Linked DNA regions of Bos taurus: region 2 is linked to region 1. A link is a contact called in public Hi-C data. All regions are on one chromosome and are shown on one strand. Each heading gives the region's core, a stretch centred on a gene start, on an enhancer-like site or on the middle of the called end of the contact. The rest is flanking DNA. Distances are from core to core; before and after follow the strand shown. Region 1 holds the start of ZAR1L (zygote arrest 1 like). Region 2 holds the start of FRY (FRY microtubule binding protein).

Region 1 (4,584 bases), core at 823-3,322:
TACAGTGAAAATAGCCATATTTGGGTTCTAAAAACTGCAAATAAGGAGGAAAAATACTATCTTGAGGGGTCAAAAGTGAAAGTGAGAAGTCATTCAGTCGTGTCCAACTCTTTGTGATCCCATAGGCTGTATACAGTCCATGGAATTCTCCAGGCCAGAATACTGGAGTGGGTAGCCTTTCCCTTTTACAGGGGATGTTCCCAACCCAGGGATCAAACCCAGGTCTCCCGCATTGCGGGCGGATTCTTTACCAACTAAGCCACACAACGGAAGCCCTGAGGGGTGAAGGAAGGAGGAGGATAAAAAGCCAGATCCTGCTATCCTTGTGGTTTTGTATAAGTAAAAAACAGGAAGCTTCCTTAACCTCACTCATAGCTATTCTCAAGGTCAGTACATGAACTCAGCTGTCAAGGACTGATTACTCTGGGACCCTTCTAGCTTCTCTCAGGCTTTTCCAATCTGTTTTCCCCAAGGCCATGAGCACCAGCTGCACAAAATGAAGATCTGATCACAAACCCAAAACCCCTCTTTTGCCTCATTTGCAACAGCTATGGTTCCCAAACTTTGGGGTTTCACAGGCTTAAAGTTGGCTTCTTATTTTACCAAAAAGCTAAAGAAACAAAGCAAAAACACAGGGACTTCCCTAGTGGTCCAGTGGTTAAGAATTTGCTTTCCAATACGGGGAGGTGGGTTGGACCCCTAGTTGGAAACTAAGAATCCCACATTCGAAACTACTGAGCCAGGGGCTCTAGAGCAAGAGTCGCAACTAGAGCAAAGCAGGCGCGCTGCAAGGAACGATCCCGCGTGCCGCCAGTCAGACCCAAAGCAGTCGAATCAATAAATTTTAAAAACCCACACAGGACATGTAAAATACATGTTTTCAGAACTTCCTCTCTCCTTTATCAAATAAAGGGAGGAAGCGCAATAAGATTCTGCTCTCATGGAGCCAGAAATGGCAGGGGAAAAAAAGAAGGCTAAGGCTAGGGGAGAGAAAGCTCACCTGGAAGTTGGGCCTCCCAAGCGGCTGGCTGGAGTCTACCGGGGCCGGCTTGCTCTTCCTCTCCCGAGGACTCGAGGAGTCTTCCTCCACCAGCTCCTCACGTGGCTGAAGTTCCTCGGGGGGATCCTCTTCCGACCTTGGTGGTGGTGATGGTGGTGGTAGTGGCGGGGGCGGCTGGCCAGCCTCGGGAGGATCCGAGAGCTCCTCCCGCAGTCGCACCTCACCCCAGTGGCCGGGCACCGACGAAGAGACGCCCCATGCAGATGCGGGTGCCCTGTGGCCTGCGCTGGCCCAGGGGGAGAGGCTGTCCAGGGTGCGAGGCCCCAGAGAGCACTGCACGGACTTGCCCACCCGGAGGCTCACCTGCACGCCCACATCCTTGGTGTTGGCCTTGCGCAGCCGCAGGCTCAGGCCAGGGTTCATATGGGAGAAAACGGCCATGAGCTGGGCTCTCTTGTAAGGGTCCACGCAGCAGTCGGAGGCATTGGAGGGCATCAGCAGCCTGGGCCTGGCCAGGAAAGTGGGGGGAACATTGGTTTGCCTCCAGTGCGGTTGTCTGGGCTCTGAGAGTCCAGACTGGCCCAAACGTAGCATGTTCCCATAGCCCGGGTACAAGCTGTAGGGAACACAGAAGATGCGCTCCATCCTACCACCTGGCGCCCACGCGCAGCGCAATATCCCGAGGCAGTTTGTTTCAGGCCTTGTTTTGTGTTCCACCTTCATCCGCCCCCTTTTTCTCCGGGTCACGTTGGTTCACGCTCTTGCGGAGCTTCTCCATTTATTTCAGATTCTGACGAGTGCTGCTGCCTATTACCCAAATTGGAGGAGGGAAGGCGATATCCCTACCTAGAGAGGCCTAATTGCCACCTGATCCCTAATTGGGATCTCTGTTTCTCTTCAATTCACTGCTCTTGAATCTTTTTTTTTCAAAGCTGTTTTTCATTTAACTTCTTATTCACACACATGCCTTAATTAGCAAATTCTAATTTATTCCTATGCATGCATAGTCGCTTCAGTCATCCGACTCTTGGTGATCCTATGAACTGCAACCCACCAGGCCCCTCTGTCCATGGGATTCTACAGGCAAGAATACTGGAGTGGGTTGCCATGCCCTTCTTCCCAACCCATGGATCAAACCCAGGTCTCCTGCATTGCAGGCAGATTCTTTACCATTTGAGCTACCCGGGAAGCTCCAATTTATTCTTATACTGACTTACAATTTCAGAGACTGTGTTTTAAAAATAAAAAAGATTGAATACAAGCAGCAAAATTTGAGCTGCTGCACTATTAGAGTGAGCATAAAGAAGACAGAATTATGGCAGGACACATAAATGTAAAAAACCTGGTTCTGCAGCAGCAAGAAGCATAGTTATGGGGGTTGGGGGGACAGCGTACTTAGCAAAAAAATATATTTCAGAGGGTTGTATAACATGCCAACCGGTCTCATTAGTCCACTCTAGTGAGAATTCTCCCCAAAAGGGGAAATTTCAGAAGCAAACTGTTCTTAGAGGTTAAATGCAGACTTAATCACAGGATAGTTAAGTATCTTAAGTAAAAGACTTGAACAGAAACTTGCATGCTGCATGCTAAATCGCTTCAGTAGTGTTCCACTCTTTGCAACCCCATGGACCCCTCTGTCCACCTGGGCCTTGTTTACTAGACAACTTACTCAACTGGATGATTCAGTTTTCCCATCTGACAATACTAAAAAATTTATAAGATTATCATAAGGTTAAATGTGATATTATTTATAAATCAACTGGATGTTTCAGTTTCCCCATCTGACAATACTAAAAAATTTATAAGATTATCATAAGGTTAAATGTGATATTACTTATAAAGCATAAAGAATAACTCACAGATGCTCATTAAGAGGTAGCTGTTATTGGCTAAAGATCACAGGCCTGGGTATCTGTGCTATTTAGACCTAGATGATCACATGCTTTTGTATCTATGTGTATTGGAAAGGTGTCTACAGCCAAGGATTATGATCAAACTAAAATGACACCTCAGGTACCAAGTAAATGGCACCCTTTTTCGAATCCAAAGTTGCTTTCACTGTTCATTGGTCAGGAGCTTTTGTATAGTAGCAAGCCCTATGAGCCACTATCACCTTCAGAATCCAGTTGAAAGCTTTCTAGGTCCTACGATAAACACCTGAATTAAGCCTTGTGCTAGCCACAGCCCATACTCTGTGAGTGAGACTGCTGTCTTCCAGGGCAGTTTCAAGAGCAAGTCAGGCACAAAACAGGTGCTTGGTACCCTAGGAGCGTCAAGGATACGTCAAGGATACTACGGAAGCCTGCAGGAGGAAGTATTATCCAAAACTACAAGAGACTTGAGATAGGCTTAACAACTTTTCAAGCCGGGAGAGTCTGAGAGGTTTTTGAAATTCTGCTGCCCAACAGCAACACGCAGTCTATAACCAATGTACTCCGGCTTCAAATCTCAGCCCCTTCCACTCTATAGGGAGCTCTCCGTTGGGGAAGAAGTTATCCGTGCCGACTGACCACTGTGGGGTTTTCTAACGTCTGCCCACTTTGGGCGACGCCCTCTTAGTAGAGAACAAAGACTTTTCACAGACCGCAGGCCGCGTCGGGGCTGGGGGCGGCCATCCAAACGAGAGACGGAGCGGAGGAGGGGAAGGCAGGGCGTATACATGGGGCGTGGTCCCTCCAAACAGCGCGGCTTGGTACTCTGAAGGCTCGGAAGAAGAGAACGAGTATCCCGACTCTTTCTTTAGCGACTCCGGAATGACACAAGGTTTAGCCCTCGCCACAAGCGGCAGCACTTACGGCGCAGCCAGACTCTGATTCCGGTGGGCGTATACGCTGCGTGCTGCGTCATGGCGTCATCGCGTGACATATCCCGAGAGCAGGCTTTTGGCGCGAGAATCTGAAACCCGGTGGGCGGAGGTGCGGCTGCTGAAGTTTGCTGTCTCGGGCGGTGGGTCTCCGCGAAGGAGCGTGAGGGATCCGGTTTCTTATCTGAGTGCCGGCGCGTTTTGTCAGACTCCTCTGGCCAAAAAAAATAAACCAGCTTCACCTCTGAAGGCGGTTAGTGTTGGCAGGGGTGGAAATGGGCAGCCTTCCGCGGTCTCAGGCGGCGGGGAGCGCCTCCGGTGTTCGGGTGGGAACCGAGCCCCGCACCGACAGGGAGAAGGGACCAGCTCCTCGGCCGGAGGCTCCAGCCCCCCCGCCCCGTCCCGGGAAGTCCGTGGCCCAGCTTCGGGCTCCGCTCGACCCACATGTCCCAGGCTGAAATTTCCTTCATTGGAATCACGATGAAGTTACTTTACCGGAACATTGCTGTTTTGGAAAATGTTTCATAGTCTGTGGCACATTGTATCTGCCTCATCGCTTAGTCCCCAGGTAGTTGCTTTGTTAACGAAAATTTACTGATTGGGAATTGTTACCCGGTGTTTATCTAATAGCCCTCTGCTAACTGCGCAGCCACTGGCCACACGTGACTAGTTAATGAAGATTAAATAATAATTAAAAATTCTGTTCTTGAGCAGACTTGCCACAGTTGAGATGAGTCATGTGGCTAATGGCTGCTCTATTGGACTGCACAAATACAGAATA
Region 2 (4,584 bases), core at 778-3,277, 330 kb before region 1:
TAGTTACCACTGGTGTTCAGAAGTGATAGACCTTAAATGGTACCAAAAATGTATTTAACCTAAATTTAAAAGTTCGATTCTAGAGTCCCTAAGAGTTCATAATAAATGTCAAGGTAACAAAATTTAATTGTTTACTCTATGTAAGGCACTATGCTGAACACTTTCATAATGTCATTTAATCCTTCCAGCAAGTCAATGAGATCAGTACCACTATAATCCCCACTTTACAGATGAGGAAATTAAGGTTTAGTGAGGTTAATAGCTTGCCTTAGATCTTATAGCTAGAAAGTTCTGAAGAGTTTTGAGGGGCTTTGTGTTCATTAACTCCAAGGCACCCTGAAGCTTTCCTGTTCATTACTGCCGTCCATAGTGGGGGAGGCACCAGAAAGGGGGGCATGGATATTAGTTTTTGTTCTCAAATGTAACAACCAATTCCGTAAATCCTTTGGGTCCTGTTTCACCTAGAATCTACATATTCAAAATACAGGTGATAAAACGAAATTAGCTCATTAACTCTGGTAAGCATGTAAATGAAAACTCTGTCGGTCTGAGGACACTTTAAGACAGTACTGATGAATGGTTGGAATTCTTGGTGGGGTTCTTGCCTTTTGTGTAAGGAGTTTGAAGAGAAAGCTGATTGTATTGATAGTGTCTTGGGGCATTTCAGGACACAGTCCTAAAGGTTCTCCTTCCTGTTAAAATGTTTAAAATTCTCAGTCTTAGAGAAAGTATACTCTCTCCCTGCCATTTGTCAAATGAACAGTTAATCCGGGTTGACTTTGAGTCAGGGGAGGGGCGCTCAGATTATTTTGTGAAATAATTATTAGCATAGTTTATCAGTCCCATTGCAATATGTTGATCATAAATGAACTGGGGATGGGGGTAGGATTCGTGGTTTATAGGATGTTTAGCCAAATCCCACCTGCACAAACGTAGCCTGTGAAGATTAAAGTATTGACTCCAATCCTCTAGCCAAGCTAAATAACAACATGAAACCACGCTAACTGAAGTCAGGACACCTGATACCAAGATTTCATGGAGGAAAAAAGCCATTGTGTAGCCAGGAATACAGCGCCTTTGCTTATCTTTTTAATACAAATAAAAAATAAGCTTTATTGGGCTCGGGGATTTTTAGAATACACAGGCTAGCCGGATGCATTGTGGAGCCTGGCGTTCTGTACACGACGAGCTTTCGTGGCTGGTACTGTCCCCTTCGGATGCACACGTTGGTAGGGGGTGGGTACCCCTCAAAAATGTCAGCATTTCTGGGAGGGAGCAGCACAGAAAGGAGGGGAGGGAAAAGCCCCGGCCGACATCCTGTTGTTATCAAGCTCTCCTCTTGCGGAGGGGCGGACGGAGGACGCTTTTCAGATCCACCACCAGATCCAGGGGTGCCACTGGGCCGCCGTAGCTGTGTGGATTCCGGGGACGGACGCGGGTGGGGGAGCGCGGCCGGTGCACCCTCCGGGGGGCGGGGAGCAGCTCACCCGGAGCGGGGCTGACCGGCGAGGATCCGCAGGAGCTGGGAGGTTTTTCCCACGGCTGAGTCGGGGCCCGGACTGTGGGGGCGGGGGTAGGGGGGACCCTCCCGGCGCATCCCTCCTGGCCCATCCCTCCTGGCGCATCCCCAGCCCTGCGTGCTGGGGTGCCGTGGGGCACCCCCCCCCCCACGCTCACCCCGTGCAGGTGGGACTTCCTTGGCCCCGTACCTGCCGGGCCAAGCGTGTGGGCGACCGGCGGCCGGCGTCGCTGGCACTGGCAGACGCCTCCCAGGGCTAGAGATCCGCACCCGGCGAATAGGCAGCCAGTCCTGGACCGGGAGGAGGAGCGGCCGAGCATCCCTCTCCCGCTCCGCCGCGTCCTTCTCATGAGGACTCGCCGGAGGTGGACCCGCAGAGCCAGCCTCCCAGCCGCTGACCCCGCTTACATCACGAACCTGTGACCAGCGCATCCCTCCCACGCCCGGTACCTGCTCCGTGCGGCTCACGGTCCAGCCCCGGGAACAGGCTCTTTGTATGCCGCCGACATGGCCAGCCAGCAGGATTCCGGCTTCTTCGAGATCAGTATCAAATATTTACTGAAATCCTGGAGTAATAGTGAGTAACAGAAAATAACCTTTTTTGTTTGTTTGCTGGGTGTTGCGTAAGATCTGAGCAATAAAAGCCTCAAGCGAAAAGCATAGGCTTGTGAGCCCAGGAAGTTTTTTCTTTTTTTTCCGCTTCCATCTGCTATGAAAATCAAAATGTCAGAGACTGAACTAGCCTTCCTGAAGTGCAGAGGCTGTGGTGGAATTACGGTAGATGTGGTTTGATTAAATTTTCAAGTGAGATGGCCCTTCAGACTCTTGGTGAGGGCAGGACGGGGTATTCCAGGCTGCATTTCCTGCTTGGTGTGTGTTTAATGTGCTCAGGTTTTATCGAAATGATTTCATGAAGTGTCAAAGGGGTGTGGCAGGGCTTCAGAGTACTTCATAATTGTTTTATTAGGGTATTGTCTAAAGAAATAAAAAGTACTTAATGGTCCAAAACCTGGCTCATCTTTTTTTAATATAGAGGCACTTGCAGATTTATTTTGTCTCTTCCTTGTCCATTGGTTGGTGTTCAGAATTATACTAGTATATAATGTTAATATAATAGTACTTAATACTTGAATTTAAAAAAATCCTGATGTTCGTCGTAGTCCAGATAATGTGCTTTTCTGAAACATAAACAAGTGAGTTGCTGACCGTAAAATCATTTATTAGAATATCAGAATGTTATGGCTTCTGAAGTTAGGGTTCTGACCTACTTAAAGCTTTTAACAGGAAGATCTTTCAAAAAGACAACCTCTAAGGCATCATGGATCTGGAATCAAATTAAAATGAGGCCTTCAGGTGATCAGTGATGCCTTGCATTTTCTGAACAGTTTAAAAACAAAGTCTTCTCTATCTCACTGATCAGCCTTTGTACTTGCTTTGGATTAAAAGACTGGCTGGTATTACAGGTCCTGAATTGTTTGAAATTAAAAAAAATTTTTTTTTTCCAAGAAAAATTTTATGTTGTATTGCGTGCATGCTAATTAACCTACCTGCAGGTCCAAGAGCTGGTGATTAATTATCTCCTGCACAAATGACCTGTGGACAAGATTGTTTGTATGTAAACAAAACAGGGGCAGGAAAACCTGTGACTTAATTGCTTTGAAAAAAGAGACAGAGTACCTTCGGCAGGAAGGTGTTCAGGGATATGCATCTTATGCTATCCATAGAAACCATCTTTTCCAGGTCATTTTGCGCCACTGTATACACCAAGGGGCTTGTCTGAAGCTGTTTTTCTACAAGTGGGAAGCCATTTGGGAGTAATACTGTCACCCCAACAACATTCCTTTGTTACAATCATAATTCATTTATCTTGGATTCATTATTTGTGTTAATACTTCACACATAAGGATGAATCTTCTTTTGTCTATTCCCCCCTTTGATTAGTGACAAGAATTGGACATACAAGGTTCTTTATGCAGTTTTCCAATTTCTGGAAAGACTTACTGTGAGTTTGAAATCCGTGATTTCAAATTCAGTGATACTGAATCATTATTTTGAGCGTGTTAAGACCAGATTATTTTCTTCTGTCAATTTCTGTCATTGCCTCATTAGATAGAAAATTATGTTGGGACAATCCTGAGGCCAGTGGGATTTTTTTAAAACCTTTCTCCGCTTGTCTATTTTCAGATTATTCTAGACAAAGCTTATATTCTCTGCCCCCTTCCTAAACTCTCTCCGTTCCCCCACCCTGCGCTCACATCAGGAGATGGTTCAGAATGACTCTTCATTTCTACTTTGAGAGTTTCTGGGACACAGATTTGAATTATTTCATTCATTCAGCAAATGTTTACTCCAGACCTACTACATGCCAGGCTGTGGAGCTACAGAGGTGACTAAGACACAGCATTCACCCTCAATCTTAATTTGCTTCTTGCACAAGAGTGAATTTGGTAATTTCTCTAGTGTGCCTTTGGGGGGAGGTCAGACTGTCTGTCAGTTCTTTCTTAAAAGAGGAAGTGGAAATGCACCTTAGGCTGAGTCTTCTTTAAGCTTGGTGCAACACTGTAGCTCTCAGCTTTAAATGCTTTCAGTGGCCAAAAAAGAAAAGAGAGAGAGAAAGGAATTTGTCTGTGTGGAAGACAAAGTGAAAAACAGAAGCTTTAGGGAGCTCAGCCTGCTCAGGGCCCCAAGGCTGAGAAGATGCACCTTGGGGTGGGCGGCCCATTGGCGCAGCATCACAGGTTTGAGAGGTGAGGGCCCCCCCACCCAGAATGGAGAATCAGGCCTCTAATTATGCAGTGGGGTTTATTTATGAAAGTGTGACAATTAAAAACCAATAAAACAAACTCTATAACTACGTCTGACTGCTTTCCAAGGTGGTCATAAGAGGAAAGAGGCTTCCTTGAGCATTTACCAGGTTAAGAGTTACATCTTCATAAATTTTTTTAAATGGCACGTTGTGATTTTGTATATACTTGTCTCCCCTGAAGAGTGAACAAGTCAATTACATCAGTCATTTCCTGGTGAGGTGTCTTAGCTTTTCTTTCACTGTTCATTTTGACACTCCC

The links. A called contact is a pair of places that touch in the nucleus more often than the background predicts.
Region 2: a contact with region 1 is called in a Hi-C map of liver, with 2.0 times the contacts expected there. The contact joins the promoter of FRY here to the promoter of ZAR1L in region 1. A contact is called at or near these places in 2 of 11 Hi-C or Micro-C datasets (liver and skin fibroblasts).

The regions. Positions count from the first base shown.
Region 1 is chr12:28,667,964-28,672,547 of ARS-UCD2.0, reverse strand. ZAR1L (zygote arrest 1 like) reads right to left here and starts at 2,072. Exons shown (of 4, transcript NM_001127440.1): 1 at 1,001-2,072; 2 at 1-34. The coding sequence starts at 1,723. BRCA2 (BRCA2 DNA repair associated) reads left to right here and starts at 3,891. Exons shown (of 27, transcript XM_002691807.6): 1 at 3,891-4,056.
Region 2 is chr12:28,994,717-28,999,300 of ARS-UCD2.0, reverse strand. It overlaps FRY (FRY microtubule binding protein), which reads left to right and starts at 2,027. Exons shown (of 61, transcript NM_001205616.1): 1 at 2,027-2,096. The coding sequence starts at 2,027.